7 separate regions of the Mus musculus genome follow, and regions 2, 3, 4, 5, 6 and 7 are each linked to region 1. Evidence: chromatin contacts called from public promoter capture Hi-C data. All regions are on one chromosome and are shown on one strand. The core of a region is the stretch at or near the end of the contact, and the rest is flanking DNA. Distances in the headings are between cores, read along the strand shown.

Evidence for each region. Promoter capture Hi-C pulls out the DNA fragments that hold promoters and counts their contacts.
Region 2: a promoter capture Hi-C map of liver shows a contact between it and region 1, with 3 times the contacts expected there. The contact joins the promoter of Cish here to the promoter of Atp2c1 in region 1. A contact is called at or near these places in 3 of 39 promoter capture datasets (hippocampal neurons and liver).
Region 3: a contact with region 1 is called in a promoter capture Hi-C map of liver, with 4 times the contacts expected there. The contact joins the promoter of Dock3 here to the promoter of Atp2c1 in region 1. A contact is called at or near these places in 2 of 39 promoter capture datasets (both in liver).
Region 4: a contact with region 1 is called in a promoter capture Hi-C map of liver, with 6 times the contacts expected there. The contact joins the promoter of Nphp3 here to the promoter of Atp2c1 in region 1. A contact is called at or near these places in 3 of 39 promoter capture datasets (liver and neutrophils) and 1 of 9 other capture datasets (liver).
Region 5: a contact with region 1 is called in a promoter capture Hi-C map of liver, with 3 times the contacts expected there. The contact joins the promoter of Dcaf1 here to the promoter of Atp2c1 in region 1. A contact is called at or near these places in 1 of 39 promoter capture datasets (liver) and 1 of 115 datasets of contacts at active chromatin or transcription factors (microglia).
Region 6: a contact with region 1 is called in a promoter capture Hi-C map of pre-B cells, with 2.4 times the contacts expected there. The contact joins the promoter of Rad54l2 here to the promoter of Atp2c1 in region 1.
Region 7: a promoter capture Hi-C map of neutrophils shows a contact between it and region 1, with 5 times the contacts expected there. The contact joins the promoter of Acpp here to the promoter of Atp2c1 in region 1. A contact is called at or near these places in 9 of 39 promoter capture datasets (the 3T3-L1 cell line, the HPC-7 cell line, cranial neural crest and 5 more) and 2 of 9 other capture datasets (adipose tissue and embryonic stem cells).

Annotation. Positions count from the first base shown.
Region 1 is chr9:105,519,398-105,522,806 of GRCm38.p6, forward strand. Atp2c1 (ATPase, Ca++-sequestering) reads right to left here and starts at 1,860. Exons shown (of 27, transcript NM_001253831.1): 1 at 1,643-1,860. The coding sequence starts at 1,750.
Region 2 is chr9:107,295,059-107,298,467 of GRCm38.p6, forward strand. It overlaps Cish (cytokine inducible SH2-containing protein), which reads left to right and starts at 1,601. Exons shown (of 3, transcript NM_009895.4): 1 at 1,601-1,976. The coding sequence starts at 1,957.
Region 3 is chr9:107,230,256-107,233,664 of GRCm38.p6, forward strand. Dock3 (dedicator of cyto-kinesis 3) reads right to left here and starts at 1,654. Exons shown (of 53, transcript NM_153413.2): 1 at 1,217-1,654. The coding sequence starts at 1,253.
Region 4 is chr9:104,000,645-104,004,053 of GRCm38.p6, forward strand. Nphp3 (nephronophthisis 3 (adolescent)) reads left to right here and starts at 1,900. Exons shown (of 27, transcript NM_028721.3): 1 at 1,900-2,517. The coding sequence starts at 2,137. Gm33054 (predicted gene, 33054) reads right to left here and starts at 1,715. Exons shown (of 2, transcript NR_168653.1): 1 at 1,658-1,715; 2 at 1,116-1,390.
Region 5 is chr9:106,820,352-106,823,760 of GRCm38.p6, forward strand. Dcaf1 (DDB1 and CUL4 associated factor 1) reads left to right here and starts at 1,573. Exons shown (of 24, transcript NM_001373930.1): 1 at 1,573-1,740.
Region 6 is chr9:106,787,495-106,790,903 of GRCm38.p6, forward strand. It overlaps Rad54l2 (RAD54 like 2 (S. cerevisiae)), which reads right to left and starts at 1,719. Exons shown (of 22, transcript NM_030730.2): 1 at 1,486-1,719.
Region 7 is chr9:104,336,237-104,339,645 of GRCm38.p6, forward strand. It overlaps Acpp (acid phosphatase, prostate), which reads right to left and starts at 1,486. Exons shown (of 11, transcript NM_207668.2): 1 at 1,307-1,486. The coding sequence starts at 1,423.

The DNA.
Region 1 (3,409 bases), core at 610-3,109:
GACAATTTGCTCTCAACCTCTAGCCTCCATGGGCCATCTCATGGGCATCCCCACACAGCACACACACATGCTCATATGTGCATATGCCACATACTCTTCATACACACATACAGTATACACACACACATAACTTAATAAATAAATAAATAATAAAACAGGCTTCCAAAAAAAAAAAAAAAGCCCACAGGATTATTTAAGCAACACAGCCACAAGCCACCTCTCTCCACACATTGCTCAGAAAAGGGAAGAAATCCGTGCCCATCCCCCACGGTCATCTTGTCAGTCATTCTTTCCCCCTCCCCTGTGGAAAAAGCCTGTGACATAGCTCCTGGGGTAAACAAAGACTCTGGGCACCACCATGTGGTTCTCCCATTTTCTACTTCAAAACCAAGGCATGCCGAGAGGAGACAGAAATGTTTCTCACCGAGTGTTACCCTGAAACTGAGCGAGAGGTAAATGGGGCAACCTAGCTCCCTTAATGCAGAGAGCCTGAGTCTCTAGCACTAGTCAAAATCATTTAAGATTTTAAGATGCAGTTTCCTTGATAATCCTAATGATCTGTCAGGTATTTTGTTTTTTGGTTTTTGTTTTTTTTTTTTTTTTTCAAATGAGGCATGAGCTTTGGGGAAAAGGGGTCACCAAAGGGTTTCCTTCTGCTGCCCTCTGCTTCCATTTCTGGGAAGCCTCTTACTAACTGGGTCATTTTCTACCACGGAGGAAAAAAGAACAGGACACTGGCAATATCTGTCGCCTGGCTCTGCCGTTCTAGAGAGAGCACAGGGCAGAGCGCTTGTGGCTGGTCATCTTCTATGTGGTGACAGACCTGTCTTTCATATTTCTAGTCCGTTGCCAAGCTTCTAAATGAGCTCCTGGATTTAAATGGGCCACACATTGTTCTCTCTCTAATCCAGTGCAATTACGAAAGCAGTTTTTAGATATCAATGTATAATGTAATCAATGTAATGAACACACATGTTTTTAAATGAAATAACCAGACATTTTAAACAGGCTTATTAAGATGCGTCTATACCCACATGCTAGAACTTCCTGTTGGAAACTGTAGCTTTCAATTGGCTAAAAGGATTAATAATTATTGTGCTCTGTCCCCTATGCACCACATATAAGAATCACCTATTATATCCAAATGATCTTATCAGCCCACTAATGATCTGATTATAGCCACACAGATAACCTTCATTTTGCAAATCCTAGTGACATTAAAATAATCACAGAAACATGCAAGAAAATAAGTGTGTTTCTAGGGTATACTGCTTCATCTATTGAGCTACGAACGGTTTCAGAATTTGTCTTCGAAACACTGAAAAAATGATCAAAGTATCAAAGAGTCACCTCCGTAGTATGGTAGGTTCATCTAGATAACGGAAGAAAGCAAAATAAGTGTCAAACACACACACCCAGAACATTTGCATAATTTATCTCAGGACCCAAACGTTCCACAGCCAAGTAACCCCTCACAAGCGGCAGGCTCCTCTGACTGCCAAGCTCGAGTAACTACAGGCTGGATCTGACCTCTGCCTATGAACACCAGTAAGCCAGCAGAGAAACATTCCCCAAGCTTCGACAGGCCACACCCAGAAATAAGCACCAGTTATTTTTAAAGTTAGCACAAACAAAATAGTACCTGCTCTTCGGCCCTTTGGCTTCTCAGCGTTGATAAATATTTCCGAATAGAGTGGAGAGGATACTTTTTCAAGTAAGAAAATCCGGACGGAGGCAATAAGTTCTCCATACTGAGGGGAAACCCGAGGGTCCTTGTCTGCCCCTCCCTGACAGCGACCAAATGCGACCTAGACACTTAGTCTCTGCTGCCTAGCCGCTCCTTTGAAGTGCCACCACTTTGCTGCAAACCGAGCAGGTGTCAATCTTATAGCTCCCCCTTTGAGTGGAAGTTCCTAGAGACAGCTGAGGGAGGCGGGTCATCTAGAAACCTCCAGAACTGCAATGCCCAGGAGCCAGAGGCAGGAAGAAGTTCAGGGCTGGCCCGAAGAATGTAAACAGCCCAGCGATAGCGATATGACTGACTGTCCTATTTTGAGCAGCAAGGCTCTGTTGCAAGCGATGTTAATATTAGCTAGCGGGTGACTTTCCATACCCACGGACTCTCGTGAGGTTTAATTTTAATTCTTCCGACAGTATTTCTGGTGATTCTTTCTTTCTTTCTTTCTTTCTTTCTTTCTTTCTTTCTTTCTTTCTTTCTTTCTTTCTTTCTTTCTAAGAGGGCATGACATGAGGTTTTCCCAGTTTCCTTTGAGCTTTCTTGTCATTACCAACACACACTAACAACCTTCAACTGAGCCTCCGCTCAAAAGTGTCAATTCATTTCAGCCTTGAGAAACGCTGTTTTAGAGTTCTTATTTTATTATTTTTATTCATCTCTCATATGTTACATCCTGACCACAGTTTCTCCTCTCCTCCCAGCTCCTCCACCCACACATTCCTCCTCCCCACTCCCCAGGAGGAGGAAAAGGGTCCCACACATAGGCAAAAGAGTCTGGGACAGACCCAGCTCTCAATGTTAGCATTTCCACATGAACCCGGAGCTACTCAGCCATAACATACATGCAGAGGACTTGGGGCAGACCCCTGCAGGCTTCCTGGTCTCTGCAAGTTCCCATGAGTGTATTGATTCTGTGGACCCTGTTAGAAGACTAGCACTGTTTGAAAACTAAGCAAATCACACACACACACACACACACTCACACACAGACACCACCCCTTCATGGACATTATGGGGTTGGCCAGCTCTGTGGACATTCATTGAGTTCTGTGGTGCATTGTGCTACGTGCCAGTAACCAGACACTTTGCATTTATTGGGCAATGGCTGCAAACAGATTCTTTTCTGAGTTAAAAGGCTTCTTGCCTTGAATCCTTATCGCAAAGCCACAGGCTGAACTCAGAACCATTAAATTTCCCCGAGGCTTTCTCCTGAGTATCTGTGAGAGGAACTGTTACAAGCACACTTCTAACTACTATAAAAAGGATTCATGCCTTCAAAAGAGGAAAAAGGGGTGGTGGGGGCAGGGGGGTAAAGAAGAACACAACAAGAGATCTGTTGTGTTAAAGGATATGAAATTATACATTTGAAAGTTCATTTTCTTTGGGATCTATAGAGGTCACAGGGTTTGTCGTCTAAGTCCTGAGCCACACTTCTACCCCCACTCCACCCCAACTGTGTGTGCATGTATGTGTGTGTGTATGTGTGCATGTGCGCGTGCACACATACACACACACACACACACACACACACATGCATATTTATACTAGTGTACATACCCATGCTGTCCCATAAGGCTAGAGGACTAATGTCCTGCTCTAAGGCTTTCTGCCTTATTCCCTTGAGATGGCTCCTCTCAGTGAACCTGGAGCTAACTGGGCAAGCCAGCAAGT
Region 2 (3,409 bases), core at 351-2,850, 1.8 Mb after region 1:
AAAATCATGCCAGGCAGTGGTGGCACACATCTTTAATCCCAGCACTCAGGAGGCAGAGGCAGGCAGATCTCTGTGAGTTCAAGGCCAGCCTGGTCTACATAGTGAGTTCCAGGACAGCCAAGGCTACAAAGATAAATAAACCCTGTCTCGGAAAAAAAGGAAAGGAAAGGAAAGGAAAGGAAAGGAAAGGAAAGGAAAGGAAAGGAAAGGAAAGGAAAGGAAAGGAAAGGAAAGGAAAGGAAAGGAAAGGAAAGGAAAGGAAAGGAAAGGAAAGGAAAGGAAAGGAAAGGAAAGGAAAGGAAAGGGTAAGTAAATAAAAAGAAAACCACAGCTCTGTTGCATGACACCTGTGAAATCCCCCGTATCTTCATAGCAAAGCGGCAACAGACAGTTTCTACTGAAGAGTTAGTATGCATACATACAGGGATCCCATGTTCTCAGAGTACTCCTACTCCATCCTACCCATATTCCAAGAAACTGGCTTCTTGCTGTATTCTGGGAGCCCTGCTTGGGTTACACTTAACTTCCCCTCCAGGGCACCTACGGGGAACTGAGTCCCTTGGAGTAATCTCTTATCTTCCCTAAGAACTCCTTCCTTTTCACAGGGTTTTATCTTTAGCTCTCTATCTTGGGTGGGGCACCCAGAGCCTAGCCTGGGCTGGGGAAAGCCCAGTCACTATACTCAGATTCTAGACACTGCCAGAAGCCTGTCATCGCTGCCAAGAATCTTATAGCTACCCTTTCTGAGGAACGTGGGTGGTGTGACGTGTGTGGAAGGAGTGGGTGTACTGGTTCTCCAGATCTTATCTCCCCATATCCTGAACCGTGGATGTGGAGGGAGATCACATAGACCCTACAGCTCCTTGGTAAACCAGATATGGTGACTTAGCCTATAAGTTCACATTGTAAACCTGTACTCAGAAGTTTGGGGCCAGCCTGGTCTACAAACTGAGCTCCAAGGTAGTCTGAATTCAATTTTAAAACAAAAACAAACAAGCCATCGACAGGGCTGTCTGGGAGCTGACTATCTCTGTTTACTGACTCAAGAGGGTAATTTCCCCAACTGTCGGTCCACTCAGAGATTAGGCAAAGAAGGGATGAGATCATTTGATTACAAAAGATTAGATGTAACCTGAACTCTTTTAGCTGTAGTGGCCACAGTGGACCTCCTTAGTTCTTCCGTCCTCTTCAGGGCTCCAGGCCTCTCCCTAAGTCTTTCTCCAGATCTCACAGCACACCACCCACCTTCTCACACAGTGTCCTGCAATAAGCGAGACCACGGCCGCCAGAGACAACGTCCGATAAACTAGAAGCGGCTGGCTAAGAGGACCGGCCCGACCCTGCCCCCGCGCTGTAGTTCTAGGGGGGGGGGGATAAGCGCACCCATCCCCAAAGAAGTAGAGGGAAGACAATCTGGTCTCCAGTTGCATCCACATTCCTTCTTAACTTGTCCCCAACCCAGTCTTTTGCCTACTAGTCTCTAGGTCCCGCCCCACTCGGGCACGTCAGTTCAGGGTCCCTGCACTTCAATAGGTCGGTCTAGATGCTCGTCTCACGTCCAGCGATACGATTGGTCAACTCTAGGAGCTCCCGCCCAGTTTTCCTGGAAAGTTCTTGGAAATCTGTCAAAGGTGTTTCCTTTCTCGGTCCAAAGCACTAGACGCCTGCACCCCCGTTCCCCTCCGGGCCGCCGCAAAGCCCGCGGTTCTAGGAAGATGAGGCTTCCGGGAAGGGCTGGGACGCAGCGGACAAAAGATTAGGAGGCGCCTGGCCCCGCCCCACCGGCCCAGCCCGTCCCCCCTCGTCCTTCCAAGCTGTTCGCACCACAGCCTTTCAGTCCCTGCTCGCCGCCCGTGTGCCCCGGGACCCTGACCTTCGCACCCCTGGCACCCATTGGCTCCTTTCTCCTTCCATCCCGCCGAACTCCGACTCTCGAGCCGCCGTTGTCTCTGGGACATGGTCCTTTGCGTACAGGGGTAAGCTCAGTTTTTTTCCCTACCTAGGCTCCATGCGGGAGATATGGAAGATCACAGGCCTCGAGTTAGCTGCGGGATTTGGGAGGGCTTGACCGACTGGAGGTGATGGAGGGCTAAAGGACTTCGAGTGGTGTGCCTAGGATACCCACACACACTTCGTATGGATAGGGAAACGGAGCCCGCGAACGGTGGGAGGAGCCCCCATTCCTGAGATTTCACTAGCGCCAACTGTAAGAGGTTCTCCAGGACGGGGCTCACAAGTCTAGACTCAATTTGAGCTCATAGTTTACCTAGCCTTCTGGCTCCGTACCTGTCGGTGACCTTGAGCCAGCCCTTAGATCCCTCTGTGTTCAGAAGTTCATTCCTCCGTCCCAGGTCAGCGATTAGGTTCTTAGGAAGCCAGCCTGAGGTCTTTGACTCTTCCCAGGCCGGCGCCTAATAAACAACACCCCTTAGGAGCACCCCACTCCGTCTCTTAGCTCAGATTGATGTCTCAGTGTGATAAAGACTTCAGCCTGCCTTCTCCAAGGTTTCCCGTTGACATGGAATATGGGACCATGGTGAAAGTGGGGCTTTAATAAAACAAAGTCTTGGCTTCGGTAGAGTGTACTCGGAACACCTGTTTACCCTAGCTTTCAGCGTCCCCTTCAAACACTGATCGGTCAGGAATTCAGGAAAACCCAAGAAGAGAGGTGTGTGTGTGTGTGTGTGTGTGTGTGTGTGTGTGTGTGTGTGTGTGTGTGACAAATCCAGGGAGATCTGTGATCCAGTAGTAATTGTTATAACTGACATGGGAATGGTACCAAGTGAGGAAGGGTGGAAGGTGGGGCCAGGCTGAAATGCCCTTGCTCTAAGCAGCTCTGAGTCCCAGGAAGAGGACATTCATGGAGCTGTTGAGAAGACTGTATTCCCTAGTAGTTCCTACCATGTTCTTTTATTCTCTGAATTTTCGGACTCTTCGGCAGTTCCCTGCACCCTGCCTTCCTTTCTTGGGTGCCCCCACTTCTCCATTCTGGGTCCCCAGAGCCTCTTTGACTTTGCCTTAATTGAAGGCCCATGGGAACCTCAGGAGCAGTGTTGGGGTATTGGGGAAACAAGTTGTTTAACAAGCCCATGTATCCCAGCCTCCCTTGGCTCGGCTCATCTTATTGGCATGTGTTCTCAGGTGGAACTTCATGGCTAGACTCCAAGACATGCACACACAGGTTCTTGGAACACACCAGTCCTCACCCCCACCGTGATGACACAGTGGCAGACACACCCCTCCCTAGATATTTAGTCCCTCCCAGCAACATTTGGGGATTAGCATCGTCATTCTATACCTAGATACCATACTAGCCCCAGAGGTGCCTACTATATACACATGTGGGACCTATGGAAGGGATCCAACTAAGCTGTCTGGTTGTACCTGCCACAGAGGCCATGAAATGACT
Region 3 (3,409 bases), core at 404-2,903, 1.7 Mb after region 1:
GCAACTTAGTATTCAAGGAATGCTTTAAATAGAAAAGGTAAAAGAGTCCCTAGGGGTGAATCCTGGCCTGTGCACCATTTCCTAATTCCTTTTCAAAAGACTCTAGAACTTGGGGTCTTTTACCAGGTCCTCTGTAGCATAGCTAATTATAAACTTTAGAATGTTAGTTTTCAGAAGAAGATAGAGGGCCCCTCTACTATAAACAGTATTTTTACATACCTTGCCTGATGGTATTACAAAACGATTGCACTTTACAAAACCACTGCGGTTTACAAAGTTTCTTTATAATGAATTATTAAGGAAATGCTGTTAGAACTGTTGCATTGATTGAAATAATAATTTGCCTTTAAGCAATATACTTCCTATACATTTTCTAAAATTTTCCATTACAAGCTAAGAACAAAAAACCCTGCACACTCCACATTTTAAATATTTGTAACCAAATCCAATAGGTTATTTACAATGATGTAAAGTGGCTGGCCACGAAATACTAACATTGTAAAGATAAAACACTCAGTCCCTTAAAAACTGAATTTTTTTTTAAAGAAATGGAATATTAAAAGAAATCGTTAACCTTCGGGAGTTTCACCTAACAGTTTAAGAAGAAACTAAGGAGTATCGTTCTCATTTGAAAACAGATTTGTTTTTTTAAAAAATGTCAGCAAAATGCACTAAACTTTAACAATGATGTATGTCCAAAACAATTCCCACAGTAGTAGAGGAACTATTTCTAACCCTTAAAGCAAAATAAAGATCTGCATCATTTTAGACTGAGCGAATGAGGTCAACGTTTTGCATCCTTTTTTGTAAGCTTCCAATCGGAAAATAAACAACCATCGGGCTCATCAACCTTGGTGCAGAAATTCACTAAAATCAAGGTTTTGACTGCTGAAGATGCATCTTCCTGGGTAAACTGTCCAGCGCCTCACATCACAAACCTCCCGCAACTGCCCCGGCCTTGCGGCCCCTCCCGCTCGCCCGCCCGCCCGCCCGCCCGCCGCACCTGCTGAGGCCGCACCGCCAGCGCCCCCTGCCGCCCTCCCGCACCCAGAGCCCCGGGCCCATCCCCGCGCTGGTACCGCACCCGCCCCGCGCCGAGGCCGCACAGTGTGCGGGCAGGGGCGGAGGAGCCGGGGCAGCAGCAATCGAGGCGGGGCCCGGGACTTGGGCACGTGCCCCCGAGCCCCCGCCGCTGCCAGGCCCCAGCCTCACCTACCTACGCCGTATTTCTCCTCCTCCGTGGGGGTCCACATGGCCGGGCCGGGCGCAGCCCCGCGGGCGCGGCGGCTGGGTGACAGCTCGCAGGGGACGGCCGCAGGGGCGGCCGCGGGCCCGGCTGTGGCGCACCGCGAGGCAAGGCGGGGGCGGTCAGGCGGCGCGGGGCAGTAGGCGGCGCATCCCTCACAGGCCGTCCGGGATGCCACCGCCACCGCCGGATGCCACGTCCTGACCGACCGCGAGACTCCACGGGCGGCCGAGGAGCCCCTGGCGACGCGGGCGAGGGCTCACCACCTGTCCGTCTCCACCGTCCCCGCGCCGCCGTTCGGTCCCTCACAGCTCCGTCGCTGGCTTCCCGGCGCCGCCGCGGCTCGGATCGCCTCAGCGGGCTCGCGGGACGCCCGCGCATGCGCCGCTCCCTGGCGCGCGGGGGCTCGCAATACCCGGGCTCGCGCCGCCCGCCCGAGCCCGCGCGCGAATCCACGAGACGCCGCTGCGGGCCAGCGGAGGGAAATCTGCGAGAAGGGATTGGATAGCCCGGCCCGGGAGGCCAACTCCCTCCGCCCCCCCCCCAACAGAGCCTTTGGCTGCAGCTACCGCAGAACGGGGTCGTGGTCCTGCGTGAGGAAGGCCACGGTGTCTCATGCCAGGCGTACTGAGATGGCCGCTCCACCTCTTGTCAGAGAGAGGAGAACCAGTAAAAATGGGGACATCGTTATTAAACTCATGTCGTTGTCACATTGCTATCACAGCCACATCCTCTGAAAGGTCCTCTTCTGCCATCCCGGGGCTCAGGGAGTAACGGGAGGGAGAAGCTGGCAGAATGGGATCATCGCTTCAAAGGAACTGAGTGATGTGCAGGGGGTTCTTGGGCTCCTAGGATGCCGCATATAGGCCAAGGCTTCTAACACCTCCTGAGTTCTTTTGTTGACTTGGCTGCTGTGGTGTGTGTGTGTGGCCTGAACAAGCTTAGCGGCCTTCATGTTCAAGAAGTCTTTCCTTTCCCAATTATATCTAGTTGTGTACCCCAGACCTATGCCACCGCCTCTGCGGGACATAGGTCTTCACCTCCAGCCATCCTGAGGTCTGACTCCCTCCTAGAACTTTATTCCTCCATCTCCTAAGAATTCATTCGCTCTGATAGCTACCAACATTACCTTATGACCCGCTACTGTCAACTACTGAGCAAAGACTGGGAACTTCTGGACTCTATATTTAGACCCAGCATATATCCAAACATCTCTTGTCACCAGCACTGTATACCTCGCTATCGCTCTTGGATGTCTTATTCTTCAAAGCCCATCTCAGCATCTCTAGTCCAGGATCCAGGAAGCCTAAACTAGTACAGCAGTCAACATGGTGACATTTTTATTGTGCTTTATTCTAAAGTGTGTGTGTGTGTGTGGAGAGAGAGAGAGAGAGAGAGAGAGAGAGAGAGAGAGAGAGAGAGGTCTCCTGGGAGAGCAGTAGCCAACACCATTTTCTCCAGCCTCTTCTTTTGGCTGAGATTTCAGGTATCCATTTGTATCCAAGAACTCTAATCTTTCTCCCATAGGACTGTCAGCGTATAGACCCACACAGTCAAGCTTTAGGCTAAAGTCATCCTTCTGGCCTCTCAGACTCCACCCAACTCAACAGTGAGTTCATGGCCATTAATTGAAAAGCAGGGCTAAAATAAGACTATTCTGATGCAAGTGACACTCACTTGTAATTATACCACTGTGAAAGGTGAGGCAAAAGAATCCAGCCTGGGGAGGCCAGCCTGGGCTACATATAGGCATCTTTTTTTATTATTTAAAAATAAATATCTTAATAATTGCCAGACTTTGTGAATTCCTTCTCCAAAGTATCCTGACCGTCCTCATCCTCACCTGGACTATAGCCACCACCTCATGGTCTATGGACTCTTTCATCTACCTATGAAGGCTGCCAGTCCTCCCCAGAAAGTGTCTGTTCTGTGAACAATTTAATTTCTCAATAATCAGATACACTATGAGAGTAGAAGGGGGATCAGGAACCAAAAGCAAGACAACAGAGATGCCCTGGTTTATTTAGCTAGTTCTTCCAGGGACATGGACCTCAGTCCGATGGTAGTCATGAAGGGCGTTCCACAGAATGGAGCCATGTTCCCATGAAGCTCTCTCCAGAGAGCTCTGACCAGCCAGCACAGCCAAGCAACACAGGTCTTCTG
Region 4 (3,409 bases), core at 650-3,149, 1.5 Mb before region 1:
TAGGGCAGTCTTTTGGGTACTCTGATAGAGCAAATGTTTCCCTTTGGATCTCATGGTACTAACTGGAGAAATCAATATGTAATCCTTCAACTTAGGAGAGTCCAAAGGCTAGAAGGGTGTCTAAGAGGTCAGAGAAAACACGACCAGCTAATTTGAGGGAAGGAGTTCAGGGCATTTGTGGGGGTGGGGTGGGAGTTAAAACGGACCAGCATTCCCAGAGTTCCTTGGAGGAAAGGCTGTTTGCTTTGTGATAGATATGAAGGGTGAAAGATTGGATGTCAGCCATGACAGTGCTGACAGCAGACTATTCTCAGCCATCAGTCTCCACCGGCTAAAGAGAGCAGATGGCTAGATTAAGTAAAAGTTTGAAGTTCTAGCTCCAAGGTAACTTAGGACAACTCCCCAGGGCCGTCCCAGCTTCAAAAGTCTCTGCAGGGTTGGCTGAGGTCTTTGCTGGGAATGCTGCACAGAGCAACCTTGCACTGATTCCCCTGCCTTGCCCCAGGTACCTACCCAGCATTCTCTGGTAGACATCTTGCTTGCTTATCTACATCTCAGAGTTGGCTTTCCAAGAATCCTAGGGATGCCTGTGGATGGAGTGAGCCACCAAAGACTATCTTAGGTCAGCCCAAGGAGGCTCTGCATGGACTGATGCTTAAAATGCTACCAGATTTCTTACAGCTGGGGATGGAGTAAGCAAGCACTGGAATAAGATTATATCCCCCTTGGGTAATGAGGCTCCCGGTAATGAGGATGATGGCAGAGAGAGTGGCTGGCATTCGGAGACTGCCTAAGAAAAGGGCAAGTATAAAGATTACCAGCACCCAGCTCACAACAGTGTTGAGTCAAAGCCACTGCTCACTTTTCTGTCCCCTCTAACCTGGGGTACCAATCTGGGATGGGCAGGAAGATAAGTTAGCAGACCAAGGACAACTTGGAACAGTAGCACGCGTTCCCTTCCTGCAAACCCTGTACTTAACAATTTTCTTCCGTCTAGAATAGGGTCCCTGGCATCCTTATCGCCAGGCGTTATAAAACCTGAGCTTATCAAGGATGGGGGTGGGGGGAGAGAAGGGTCGCGGGGGTGGGGGGGTTCAAGTGGTGATGCTTCGAAGTTCTTTCCTGGCTGGCATTATTTATTACATGTTTCCTGAGAGACACACTAGGCACTGAACTGCCTCCAGAAAAGAGCCCTTTAGTCAGGACCACAGAAACAGTTGCGGCAGAGCGGGGGCAGATGGGTATGTGATCTAGTTCTTGCTCACTGAGACAAAGTTCACGCAGAGGGAGCAGAGCTTGTAGGTTTGGGCCTAGTCTGGAACCTTCCCTTCTGGATGTCCGGATCTCCTGGTACCGCCCAGCTTGCCCAGCTCAGTCCTGCCGCCTGCTCCTGCAAAGCAAGTTCTCAGGGCCGCCAGCTCCGTGATACCCATTCCTCTCCTCCCGAGTCTCATTTCTCTCAACCCTCCCTTGTCCAGCTCCTCTACTGGTCTCATTCAGAAGAGCACGCCCCCGCGTGTCTGGTCACGCCCCCAAAGCCTGGCTCCGCCCCACAGGACTCCTGGCCACTCCCCCTCTCGTTGTCCAGCCAGGACCACCTCTCCGACTCTCTGACTGGTTTTCTCTTTCTTCTGCTGCTGCCTTACGCCCCACTTACCGGGCTACGACCCTAAAATCTGGCCCGACACTCTCTCTGGGCACTGCTCTTCTCAACTGACCACACCTCCTCTCGCTGCTACGTCCCACCCCTCTCTGTTAGCCTTAACATCCCCAGCTTGCTCGGCCACGCCCCGAAAGTATGGCTCCGCCCCTTCTCAAGACGGCCACTCTTCTTCAACACCACGCCCCTCTAGTTGCCACGTTACGCCCTTCTCCCCAATCACCAGGCCCGGCTCACTTACTGCTCCGCTCTTCCCTCCAAACTCCGCCCTCTCCTCTACAGCACCTCGCCCCACCATCTAGGCCCCGCCCTTAAGGCCTGGCCACGCCCCGGCCACCTCCCTGCTCCTGGCCACGCTCCTCTCTGATTTTGGTTTCTCCCTGCGGCGCTCCGCCCCGCTTGACAGGCCCCGCCCTCCTGGTCCCGCCTCCTCCTGGCACCCAGCCGACTCTCAGCCTCAGCCGGCCGCGGGCATCATGGGCACAGCCTCGTCGCTGGTGAGTCCCACTGGCGGGGAGGTGATCGAGGACACGTACGGGGCAGGCGGCGGCGAGGCCTGCGAGATCCCGGTGGAAGTGAAACCCAAGGCCCGCCTGCTGCGCAGCTCGTTCCGCAGGGGCGCGGGAGCCGGGCCCGGGTCGCTGCCTCGCGCGGCAGGGGGCGGCGGGCTGCTGGGCGCCAGCTTCAAGTCCACCGGCTCGTCTGTGCCCGAGCTAGAGTATGCGGCGGCCGAGTTCGAGCGGCTCAAGAAAGAGTATGAGATCTTCCGGGTCAGCAAGAACCAGGAGTTGCTGTCCATGGGCCGCCGAGAGGCCAAGCTGGACACGGAGAACAAGCGGCTGCGGGCGGAGCTGCAGGTAACGCGGGACCGAGAGCGTCGCAAGCGGGAGGCTCTGAGGAAACTGAGACCCGAGCGCACCGCTCAGCCGCTTGGTGGCACCACCATCCTACCCCAGCTACAAACCAAGTTGTTTTCTAAATTGTGCAAAAGCTGCTCCTCCTTTATGTGGAATCATTATTTGAGTGTAAACTAATTTCTTATCAGCATCTTCCCCTGCCCCTTTCAATTTACGGTTCATTCATTAAGACACGTTGAATCAACCCAAGTCCTGAAGTCGAAAAATTTCTCAGAGCAACTACACACAAACTCCTCCCGGTTTTAGGTATCTCCAAAATGGAGTTCTTGGGTTAGTTTTCTTCGCGAAGTTCGGCAGATTCTGGGGTTTAATGATACGATAGGAATTTTTCTGGAAACCTCCTGATTTTATGGTTTTTAACTGTTGTGATTAAAAGTCTTCCCTGAGAGTACTCAAACTCTCTTAGTCCATTTAGTTAATGGACTAAACAGTTACTGCAATGCTATTGTAGGCCTTATAACAGATCGCCTTTGATTCATTCGGATACTAGGTAAAGCAGAACTTCTCGGAGTAAAAATATGGGACTATATGCCGTGGGTTCGGAGCCTCTCTGGTGGTCATTTGTTTATACCTTTCTTTTCTGTGAGAGGGATCTCTGACAGCCCAAGAGCTCCCGGCACATCAGAACTTAAATAAACATCACAGATTTTTTTGTAAAAGAAGGCTCCTTCCTTCTAGTAGGGCATCATTCCCATAAGCTATGAAGCCCTTCAGAATCTGCTGGGCTATTAGCATATTATCTGGGAAGCTGTTCTCACCCTCAGCTCCCTGCTCGCCTCACTTTCTACTGGGAGACCAATGTGCTTGCCCTTATAAAGTGGACTTGCGTGTC
Region 5 (3,409 bases), core at 323-2,822, 1.3 Mb after region 1:
CACAACCATCTGTAATGGGATCTGATGCTCTCTCCTGGTGTGTCTGAAGAGAGTGACAGGCTACTCACATAAAATAAATAAATCTTAAAAAAAAAACCATTTGATTCAAGTCTGCTATAGAGTCTAAATAAATAATGGTCATTATAGCTCAAGAGACAAGATTTCAGATGCACAGGAGAAAGCTGTGTTGTAGCAAGAGCGTGATTACAAGTTATATGCCTGTAGCACTGCTATTCACCCTCTAGAATTTGTATTTCAAGCAGCTGTTACTCCAAGCACATAATTGAGTGAGGAAGGAACGAAGTGCTCAGGTGGGTGGGGGTAGGGTGGTAGTGGATTTAAGCCCTAAGATACTGGCTGCTGCTTTTCTCTTTCTTTCTTTCTTTCTTTCTTTCTTTCTTTCTTTCTTTCTTTCTTTCTTTCTTGCTTGCTTGCTTGCTTGCTTGCTTGCTTGCTTGCTTGCTTGCTTGCTTGCTTGCTTGCTTTTCTTTCTTTTCTTTCTTTGTCTCTTCTTCTTCCCCTTCCTCTTCCTGCTTTTTTTTTTTTTTTTTCCAGAGGGAAATCTCTGTAGCCCTGGCTGTCCTGGAACTCACTCTGTAGACCAGGCTGGTCTTGAACTCAGAGATCCGCCTGCCTCTGTTTCCCAAGTGCTGGGATTAAAGGCATGCGCCACTGCCACTACCACTCTTCTGATACAGGCTTAGTAACAGCCGTAGAATCTGATCATGACAAGAGGTCCACAGTGTCTTATAATTTCCACAAGAACGTATTGGCTGTAATCGCTCTATGGAAACGCACAGAACTCGCTCAGAATGCCAAGAACAATAGTGAGTTGCATGAATCCTGACGTCTGGGTAGGTTTTGTCAAGATTCTGCTCAATTGTGGAGTTATCGTAATCTTCCATGTTATCACACAGAATCGCTGGGTCAAAACCAGATCCTTCCGATGCAGCTTCCCTTTGGTTTGTGAAGTTAGGCAAGTCATTTACTGTGGGTTTCATTTTCCTTAACTCTAAAATTGATAAATTGAATTAGATGGCCTCCGTGATTAGTTGTTTTCACCAAAGGGCTTTCATTTTTCTGCCTCACATATAATACATGGTAACTGATGTTTTTTGATTCCTGTCGAATATGTTTTTAACAGAAAGACAAAGGAAAACCGACGAATTTCTAACGAGTACAGTTGTTTCTGAATACATTTGTGTGAAATGCATTCTTTGACCCTGGCATCCTTCCGAGCCTGATGTGGCAGTGTCCTACTGAGCCCTTAGATGACACAGGGTAGAATTAAGTAAATTCGGGCAGCCCGGGCTTTTAGAAAGATCTATTCCTTCCTTTACTTTTCACTTCCGCCTTAAAGAAAACTACGAATCCCAGAAGTCAATGCGCTGAGGTGGTGCTTAATGGTAGGTCTAGCGCCATCATCCCTCCCCCGCCCTTAAACGCGGAAACTTCATTTCCCAGGAGCGCTTTGATGTCCCTCGGCTCCTCCCCCTTCCCCGCTCCGGAGCCTCGCGCCAACGTTACACACCCGCGCGCGCTGAGTGCGCGCGCGACCAGTACGTAGCCTGCGAGTGACGCATAATATGTGGGCCGCTCAGGAGCCGTGGTCGCGCTGTGTGTGTGTATATGTGTGTGTGTGAGTGAGTGAGGGAGAGTGAGTGCGGGACCAGAGGCAGTGTGTGAGAACCGTGGCCGCTGGAGGGGTCGGGGGGAGAAGCGGCGGAGCCGCTCGCGAAGGTGAGCGGGGTTAGGAAGGGGCCGGCTCTCTGGCAGGGGCACGAGGAGAGCGAGCGCGCGGCCCGCTGGGCGGGAGAGTGGGCGCCGCGCTGGGGGGAGGGGCGGCACCTGCTTCGGCTGCGGGCGGCGAGGGGCTGGGCGAGCCCACCGAGGCGGCTGGGCCCGGGGCCTGACGAGGCTCTCCTTCCGAGCCCGGGCCCGGGCCCGGGGGCGGGGCCTCCGGCTCCTTCCTCCCGTCCTGTAAAGAAGCCTCTTTAGAGTAACTCTTCCGCCGGGGTGTGGAGGGCAGGGGATGCTCGCCTCTACCTAAAGGAGGTGCTCTTTGAATCTCTCTCTTCCACTCCAAGTCTCTGTCCCTCACGGGACGAGGGGCATCTTCTTTCCCATGCCGCCCGGCGGACCCCTTCAGGAACGGTGTCCCCGCCTCCAGCCTCAGTCACCTGGGCGGGCTTTTCCCTCGGTCGGCTCCGTGCCACCTCCCACTTGCACCCTCCCGGCTCTCCGACCGGGGAGGGGGCGGAGCTCGGCGGGAACCCCTCCCACTTGTACAATGCAGTAGCGAGGGGACGGGGAGAGAGGTATGTGGGTGTCCAGACGCCCAGAGTCTGACCTAAGGTTGCCTGCCAGGTTTCCCCAGCGCTTATTCCGAGGGCTTTTAGTTGTTTGTTGGGCTTTCAAGGGCATTTGCCATACTTTGTCTTCTGTTCCTAGAAAGTGTCGGTCCGTTTCCTCTTACTGCTGTGGTTTTAACATTTGATGAGGAAATACTCTTGCGGTGTGTCTAGTAGTAGTTTTTGAGGAACAAATGACTCGTTTTTTGTTTATCTTACGTTGCTCTTTTTTTTTTTTTTTTCCCGGAGCTCATTGTAGTCTAGGCTGGCTTCGAACTAAGATATCCTTTTATCTCTGCCTCTAGTATTGTAATTAAAGGCGTCTGTTACCACTGCCGGGTTTGCTGTTTTTTTTTTTTTTTTTTTTTTAACTTTCAGGCAAAGACTTTTAAGTAGCATGCACGTTTTAACTTATTGTAGCACTATCTTCCTATTGCAAGCTTTTGAAGGCTTTTTTTCTCCTTGGATTTACTGGCATTTACCTTCAAGGCTTTTATAAGCATATGTACATTTCAGTCTGATCTCAAGATTTGTGTTTTTGTTTTTTGAGACAGGGTTTCTCTGTGTAGCCTTGGTTGCCTTGAAACTCAGTTTAGACTAGCCTGGCCTCGAACTCAGATCTGCCTGCTTCTGCTTCCCCGAGCACTGGGATTAAAAGTGTAAACCAGCCGGATGGTGGTGGTGCATGCCTTTAATCCCAGCACTTGGGAGGCAGAGGCAGGCGGATTTCTGAGTTCAAAGCCAGCCTGGTCTACAGAGTGAGTTCCAGGACAGCCAGGGCTACACAGAGAAACCTTGTCTTGAAAAACCAAAAAAAAAAAAAGTGTAAACCAGCACTGCCCCACCTTAAGATTTGTGTTTGTATATAGCAGTTACTCATTAACCATTTCGAACTGGGATTTTTTTGGGTTGTTAAGGTAATTTGAGGAACTTTTTTGAGCATAGTATTTACTGTTAACAGTGTTGTGTATTTGTTATTTTTTTTTTTCTCAGAAATCCACCTGCCTCTGCCTCCCAAGTGCTGGGATTAAAGGGATGGGCCACCACTGCCTAGCATA
Region 6 (3,409 bases), core at 469-2,968, 1.3 Mb after region 1:
AAGAATCAGAGCTGGAGTTTACACACTGCCTCTAGAACAGAATCACTCAACACAATTAATATTTGTAGTGAAGATAAAATCCTGTGAGAGCAAGGATGCTGAGATGATAACGACAAAGATTTAGCAGATTCAATGTAATCACTTCATGGCAGTAAGAGATAATGAAACTTCATGAATTTAGGGGTCTAAAGAGCTTTGAGCAGCAGAAATTATAAAGATTTTTTTTCACATCCTCCTCTATAGTTACATATATTAAAATATACCAAAAAAAAAAAAGTTAGTGAAGCCTTTTACATTAGTTTGGGCTTAGAAGAATTGTACTGAAAGCTCCAAGAATTACAACATACTATGGGGTCTAGGTTTGTGGATCATTACAAACAATAGCCACAGTGCTAAAAACAAAATATGAGTCACAATTCAAAAAAGAGGGCAAAGGGGGAAAAAATGAACAGAGAAAAGCTTTAAAGTCAAATACCATTAAGAAATTTGTTACTTAAATGACTGCCGGCGACAGCCACCACACTGACTTTGGAGTAAGAAGGAAAGGTCCACACTGTCCTCTCCTCTAGAACAAATTCATTAAGCCCCCCCAAATACCCATTCCAGCTTCAAAGTCCAGGCATCAACAGTCAGCCACATCCGCCAGCAAGAGCAGTAATCTAACAGATCTGAGTCACACACTCCCCCGCAGTAAGAGGTCATTCTCTAGCAGGAAGCCCACTCTGCAAAGTGCTCTTGTTCTACTCCCAGACAGCCACCATGACCCACATAAAGCCAATTCTTCGACCCCAGAAGCTGCCGGCCATCTTCTCCCTCCCTCCCCAGCTCGCATCGGCCTTTTCCTAACCCAATGCAGCTAACACTACTCCTGTGACAAGTTTCCTACCTGAGAACCACTCTTAACTCGGATACATCTTAGCCGTGAAGGATCCATCTAGCTCCTAGCTCAACTCTTTTGTGCCCAACTAAGCTCGTGCCTTTCCAGGAACTACTCACCAATTACCTCAGAGAAGCTAAACTCTCCATGCCTCTTCTCCCCAAACCCGACTCAGCCTAACAAATTCTCAGACGGCCCGAGGGAGTTCAGAGACCCACACCTATGTCCACTAGGGACCAAGCCACAGGGGTCCCTAAAATTCGAACCACAATCCCTCTCCCTCAAACCACGGCACGGTTTGCCGGTGTTATAATATAACATCAGGAGCGCATAGCCACTGTAGTTCAGTCTCGGTAATTACGACTGCCTTCCTTGACAACGAAATCCCAAAATATCAAGCCACTGAAGTCCCGGGTGGATGCCAAGACCCCCTCCAAGCCTACAGTCACTGGAGTTTCCCAGGTCGGACGCAGCTCCCCCCAAGGCCCAAGCCGCCAGGAGTAGCTTGCTACCCCAGGCTGCTGCACGCCGGGGACTCTGGCCGCGTCCCCATTGTTGCGGGTCCCAGCGGCCCCGGCAGGGAGTAAGGGGACCGCAGGGGCTCTCACCTCCCGTGCCACGGATCCGGGCCGCACCGGACCGGGCTGGGCCGTAGGACCTCGCGTTCTGCCGCACCCTCTTGGACAGTGTCTGCGGCGGCGGGAGCCGGAGAAGCGGCTGAGGCGGGAAGCAGCCAGCCAGGCCCGGGCGCCGCAGGCTGGCTCTGGCCGAGGGTCGGTCTTCTCCGGCGGCGGCGCTCTCAGCCTCCGCTCGCGGTCCGCGCCAGAAAGCTTCCCCCTCCCGGCCCTCTCACCCGGCCACCCGGGCGGGAACACAAGCCACCCGCAGCAAAGTTCCGCTGTGAGTCCTGTTGTTCTTTCCCAGGGAAAGACACTAAACGGCGATTCTTGGGTGAGTAAGGTGTATTTACTACAGAGGACCTTTTCATGAATAAGTGAGACTAAAAAAATAAAATAAGAAATAAAACAAAATCGAAAACAAAAACAATCCCATGCTAGAACCTGCCTGGAACTGGTAGAGCCAACTGAATGGATTTTACTAACTACCAAAAACACACACTTATCAGTACAAATGAGCCTGAGCTCCTACACTTCTCAATTTGGTATTACGTCAAAACATACCGGGAACGAGATAGTGCGGATATGAGGTGTAAATTCGTTGAGGGTGCTGTCAAAAGTCAATGCTACTACAGCTGTAGCTTCCAACAAAAGTTGTTCTTCCTTGAATTGATGCATGCCATTGTAATTCTCGGTCTTCCTCCCTTCCTCCCTACCTGTCCGTGGTTCCTGTTGACTGCAGCTGTCTCCAGAAAACTAGCAGAGGCGACGGCCGAGTTGGGAGGGGGGAGTACTGCGGAGGGGGGATCGCACTCAAACGTAGGTTTCTCCCTGAAGTTGGAGATTGTTATGCTCCACTTTCTTATGAGCTGTATTGTTGTCTCTTTCCACTACATTACCTTGGCTCTCCACCCGCAACCCCCACCACCGCCAAAGTGAATATGAGCGAAAGATGAAAATATTGGGTATGTGGGTCTGGTTTTTTTTTTTTTTAAGTTTTTTTTGTTTGTTAGGTTCATTATTGGTTTTTGTTGTTGTTGTTTTGGTTTTTCGAGACAGGGTTTCTCAGAAATCCACCTGCCTCTACCTCTCAAGTTCTTGAATTAAAGGCATGTGGCACCAGTCCAGTTATTAGAACCATCTCTCAAATTACAAAAGTTTAAATATGTACAGATAATAGCCCTATAAATGACCAGAGGGACAAAAATGAGACCAGAGACTCTAAAGGAGCCTTACTTATTATCTCTCTTCACATAAGTGAGCTTATATGAAGAACTTATTTCTCTTTCATAACTGAGCTTGGAGTAACAGGAGCCAACAATGGCTCCCCGCCCTCCCCCACCGCCGTCCCGTTCCCCCCTCCCTCCCCGTGATAGAAGTTTCTTCTATTCTTTCCTCTCAGGAAGCCACTGTTCTGAAACATATAGATGGCTATTGATGGCTCTTCATTCAAATAAACTTAAAAGAGCTGGGCAGTGGTGGCGCACGCCTTTAATCCCAGCACTTGGGAGGCAGAGGCAGGTGGATTTCTGAGTTTGAGGCCAGCCTGGTCTACAGAGTGAGTTCCAGGACAGCCAGGGCTACATAGAGAAACCCTGTCTCAAAAAACCAACTCCCCCCCCCCAAAAGAGCTGGTCTTCCTTGCTAATAGTCAAGTGGATCTATTTTTGAAAGTTTTCTTTGTTTTCCTCGTGAAATTAAAAACGGATTAGGCTTTTTGGAAATTCAAATTGAACCTAGAAGGCAACAGTAGGAGAAGCCCTAATTTAAGGCTAGCCATTGAGAGAGAGAGAGAGAGAGAGAGAGAGAGAGAGAGAGAGAAAGGCATAAAAAGAGAGGGGAGAGGGCAGGAATGAGGAGAGGGGAGGGGGAGAGGAACGGGGAGGGTAGAGAGGAGAGAAGAAGGCAGGGGAGG
Region 7 (3,409 bases), core at 236-2,735, 1.2 Mb before region 1:
GCTGTGGCTGGGACTCAGAGGGCCACTCTAATGCCTCAAAGAAGGTTGCCTTGAAGCCAGCTGTTTCCGAGCCCAGTATGGCACGACCAACAGAACACAGCCACAATGCCACGGTCCCTATCCTCTTCTAAGGAGCTTGTTGGCAAGGATGCCATGCGTGGAAGGGAAAGAATAACTCGCATAGGTGTTCCTGCAGAAGGTAGGGGGTGTCTTGTTGCTTTATGGACACAAAAGCCACACAGCTGGCAAATGGCTTGATGGGTCTTTGTCTTTCTTCCATTTCGTTCCTGACTCACGACTGGTAAAGATCTACTGTACTAAGAATCATAATTTATGTAAAATTAAAGATTTTTTTTTCTGTAGAAAGAAAAGAATCTCCTGAGTACCTCACCTTGGCAGGAAAGGAACATCATATTTAAGTGCAAACTAAGAGGCGTCCTTCTCTAAGTCATGAAAATCGTTTCTGGGAATTCTCTTGCAGGGAGGAAGAGGAGGTGAATCCTCCTGACTTTGAAAATGCACTTCCCATATATTTTTTTAAAGAATTATTTATTGATTTTATGTATATAAGTACACAGTACCTGTCTTCAGACACACCAGAAGAGGGCATCAGATCCCAACAGACGGTTGTGAGCCACCATGTGGTTGCTGGGATTTGAACTCAGGACCTCTGGAAGAGCAGTCAGTGCTCTTAACCATGGAGCCATCTCTCCAGCCCTTTCCCATATGTTTTTTTTTTTTAACACCCGACTGTATATAATTTTTTCCTTGACAACAGGCAAGTCACAGATCTCTTCTTTTCATGGCTTGTCTCAGTTACCATATGCACGGAAAATCATGGTTTTAATGGTCAACTGAATCTTTTATCTGATAGTCACTCTGAAACTCTGTTCAGTTTGTCTTTTGTGCTATCAAACACATAACTACAGGCATATGTTCCAGAGTCATGATAAACACGAGAGACTTGACTTCAGAAACTGACTGGTCCTTGGTTTGCGAACTAATGATCACTGAATGGAAAGAGGCCAGGCTAGCTCCTGAATATCTGAACTGTGCTCTACGCTGCCTGTTCTCCTGAAGTAACCTGTCAGTCCGAAGGCATTGGACTTGAGGGCAGCTGTAAAGGAACAGTACCATCGATAGCACGTGAGACTGTTGTTGTCTTTAAAACAAACTCGTGCGACTCCTCACTTTCTGAGTCTGAACAGTGCCTGCCCTCAGGCAGACAGCAGAGAGGAAACACGAAAGGCAACACTTAACCAAGTGTTCTCGGAACAGGAAAAACAATGAGAAAAGGTGTACTTACCAATGTCACAAACTTCAACTCCTTGGCTTGGCCTGGGTCCAGGCAGAGAGAAAGCAGGAGCAAGAAGCCAAGGCTGAGGCTTGCTGTCCGGCTCAGGGGCAGAGGAACGGCTCGCATGGTCGGGGAGAGAGCTGCTTTGGGCAGCCTTAGGAGGTGCTGCACTTCAGAAGCCTTCGGGAGGGAAGTGCCTATTTAATCAAAAGATTGACAGGAAGGCGGAGCCACATTCTTCCCTATTAGGATTGCAAGGAGGGTGGGGCAGAGCTTAGCATGCAAATAATGCCAGGTCGTCTGTGAGTTTCTTCAGAGCAGCCTCCTCCACTTCAATTAGGAGCCAGAGCAGGCGTAACTCAAGACCTCAGGCTCCTGCCCAGCCTTCTCTTTTGCTTTCCGGGCACATCTTTATCTTTTCCACAGCCGGATGGTGATGCATAGCCTTTGGGAAGAAATTCCCCCTGCCTCTGGAAGGTTTAGGATTCAGCTCAGTGTGTGTGTGAGGAAGCCTCAGTAGTGGGCATGTATCGACAGGAGGAAGCTCGTTCCCCTGCCAAACGCGGTGTCTGGTCTTAAACTCTCATGGAGCCAATAAAGGTGTTTTAAAGTGGCAGGAGAGGGAGGTCAAGGATACACAGAAGATTTCTCTTCATGCCTGAAGGCATCTGGGATCATTGGGATCATTCGCAGCAACGCAAAGCTGGGTTTGGAGGCCCTGTAGAAAATACACACAAGCAATCACAAAAAGCTCACAGCGTCCTCCGCCCCGACTCCCAGCTCCTGTGACTGAACTCCTTGGGTCACAAATCAAAACCAAATAGCAACAAAGGGACAATCTGTCAATATGACAATCGGGATTAACTTGAGCGGGAGGGTAAGATAGGTACGGAAGTGAATTTGATAGAGATGCATTATGCACACGTATGAAAAAGGCGCAGTGAGACCCATTAAGACGTGCAACCAACATGCTAATAACATACCTTAACAAATGAAAGCAGAAAACAAACAAGCAAAGCCAAAGAAACCCACACTGCTTTGCTGTTGACAGTCTCGAACTTCGGTGATGACCCTTTCCTTCTGAGGAAGACACGCCCTTGACTCTCTAGCCATGACCTCACTGGGACTCTATGAAAGATGGTATGCACTGAAGAAACTTGGCTTCCTGGTTTTTTTTTTTTTTTTTCTCATTCTGGCAGTCTCCTCGATACAGGAAACAACATCGGCCGGAGAGGCACAGTGAGAATCTGCAGGTGATGTGGGCGGAGTGACCCGCTGTGATGTTTCAGCCCCAAGGACAGAGAGAGAACAATGGTTTGCCCAAAACATCCTCAGCATTTTCATTAAATTTACCTGGACGGCCCCGGTTGTATCGCGGTGTGGTCATAGGAAGCCCTGGAAGGCGGTGTGTGGGAAAGCTGTGGTTCTTATGGTATGGGGAAGTAAGAATTTGTGTATGTGTGGTAGGATTATGCATTTAGAGGGACATTTGGTCTTTTCTTTGCCAGTTGTAGTCTCCATCAAATAGTTCCATTATGATCTTCACCCAGTGGGAGGCTGAGAAGAAGAGTGCACGGCAAAGGGAGTGAAGACAGAGACTGCCCAGCATTGTGGTTTGCAATGCCCTCTATAACCTCATGAGTTTAGACATGTGCTACCCAGCTTGTGTCGCGTCGCTGTTTTTGAACATTGTGAAACCTGGGGGAAGTGGAGCTTTGCTGTAAGAACTAGGTCACTAGGGACAAGCCTTGAGGTTTTGTAGCTGGGCACAACTCCTGGCTCACTCTTGGCTTCCTGTTCTGTCAAGATGCAAAGAGTCTTAATTGTGTAGTCCTGCCACAATTATAGGCTGTAACTCCTTACTACTTAAGTCCATACCAAGCATTTGTCTCTTGGGTGGCTTCCTGTCAGGTAACTCATCACAAGAACTAAAGCAACTAGAACAACCAGACCAGGGCAGACTTGCCATATTGTATCAGTCCCTGCAGTGTTCATGTGGTAGCATAAAGGAGTCTCCACCAGCTACAGTTCACACAGGCAGGCTTGGTGAGCTGGGAACTCTTGACCAGTTCTGGATCCCCAGCGCTGTCGAGCATCCTAAGCTCTCAGGTT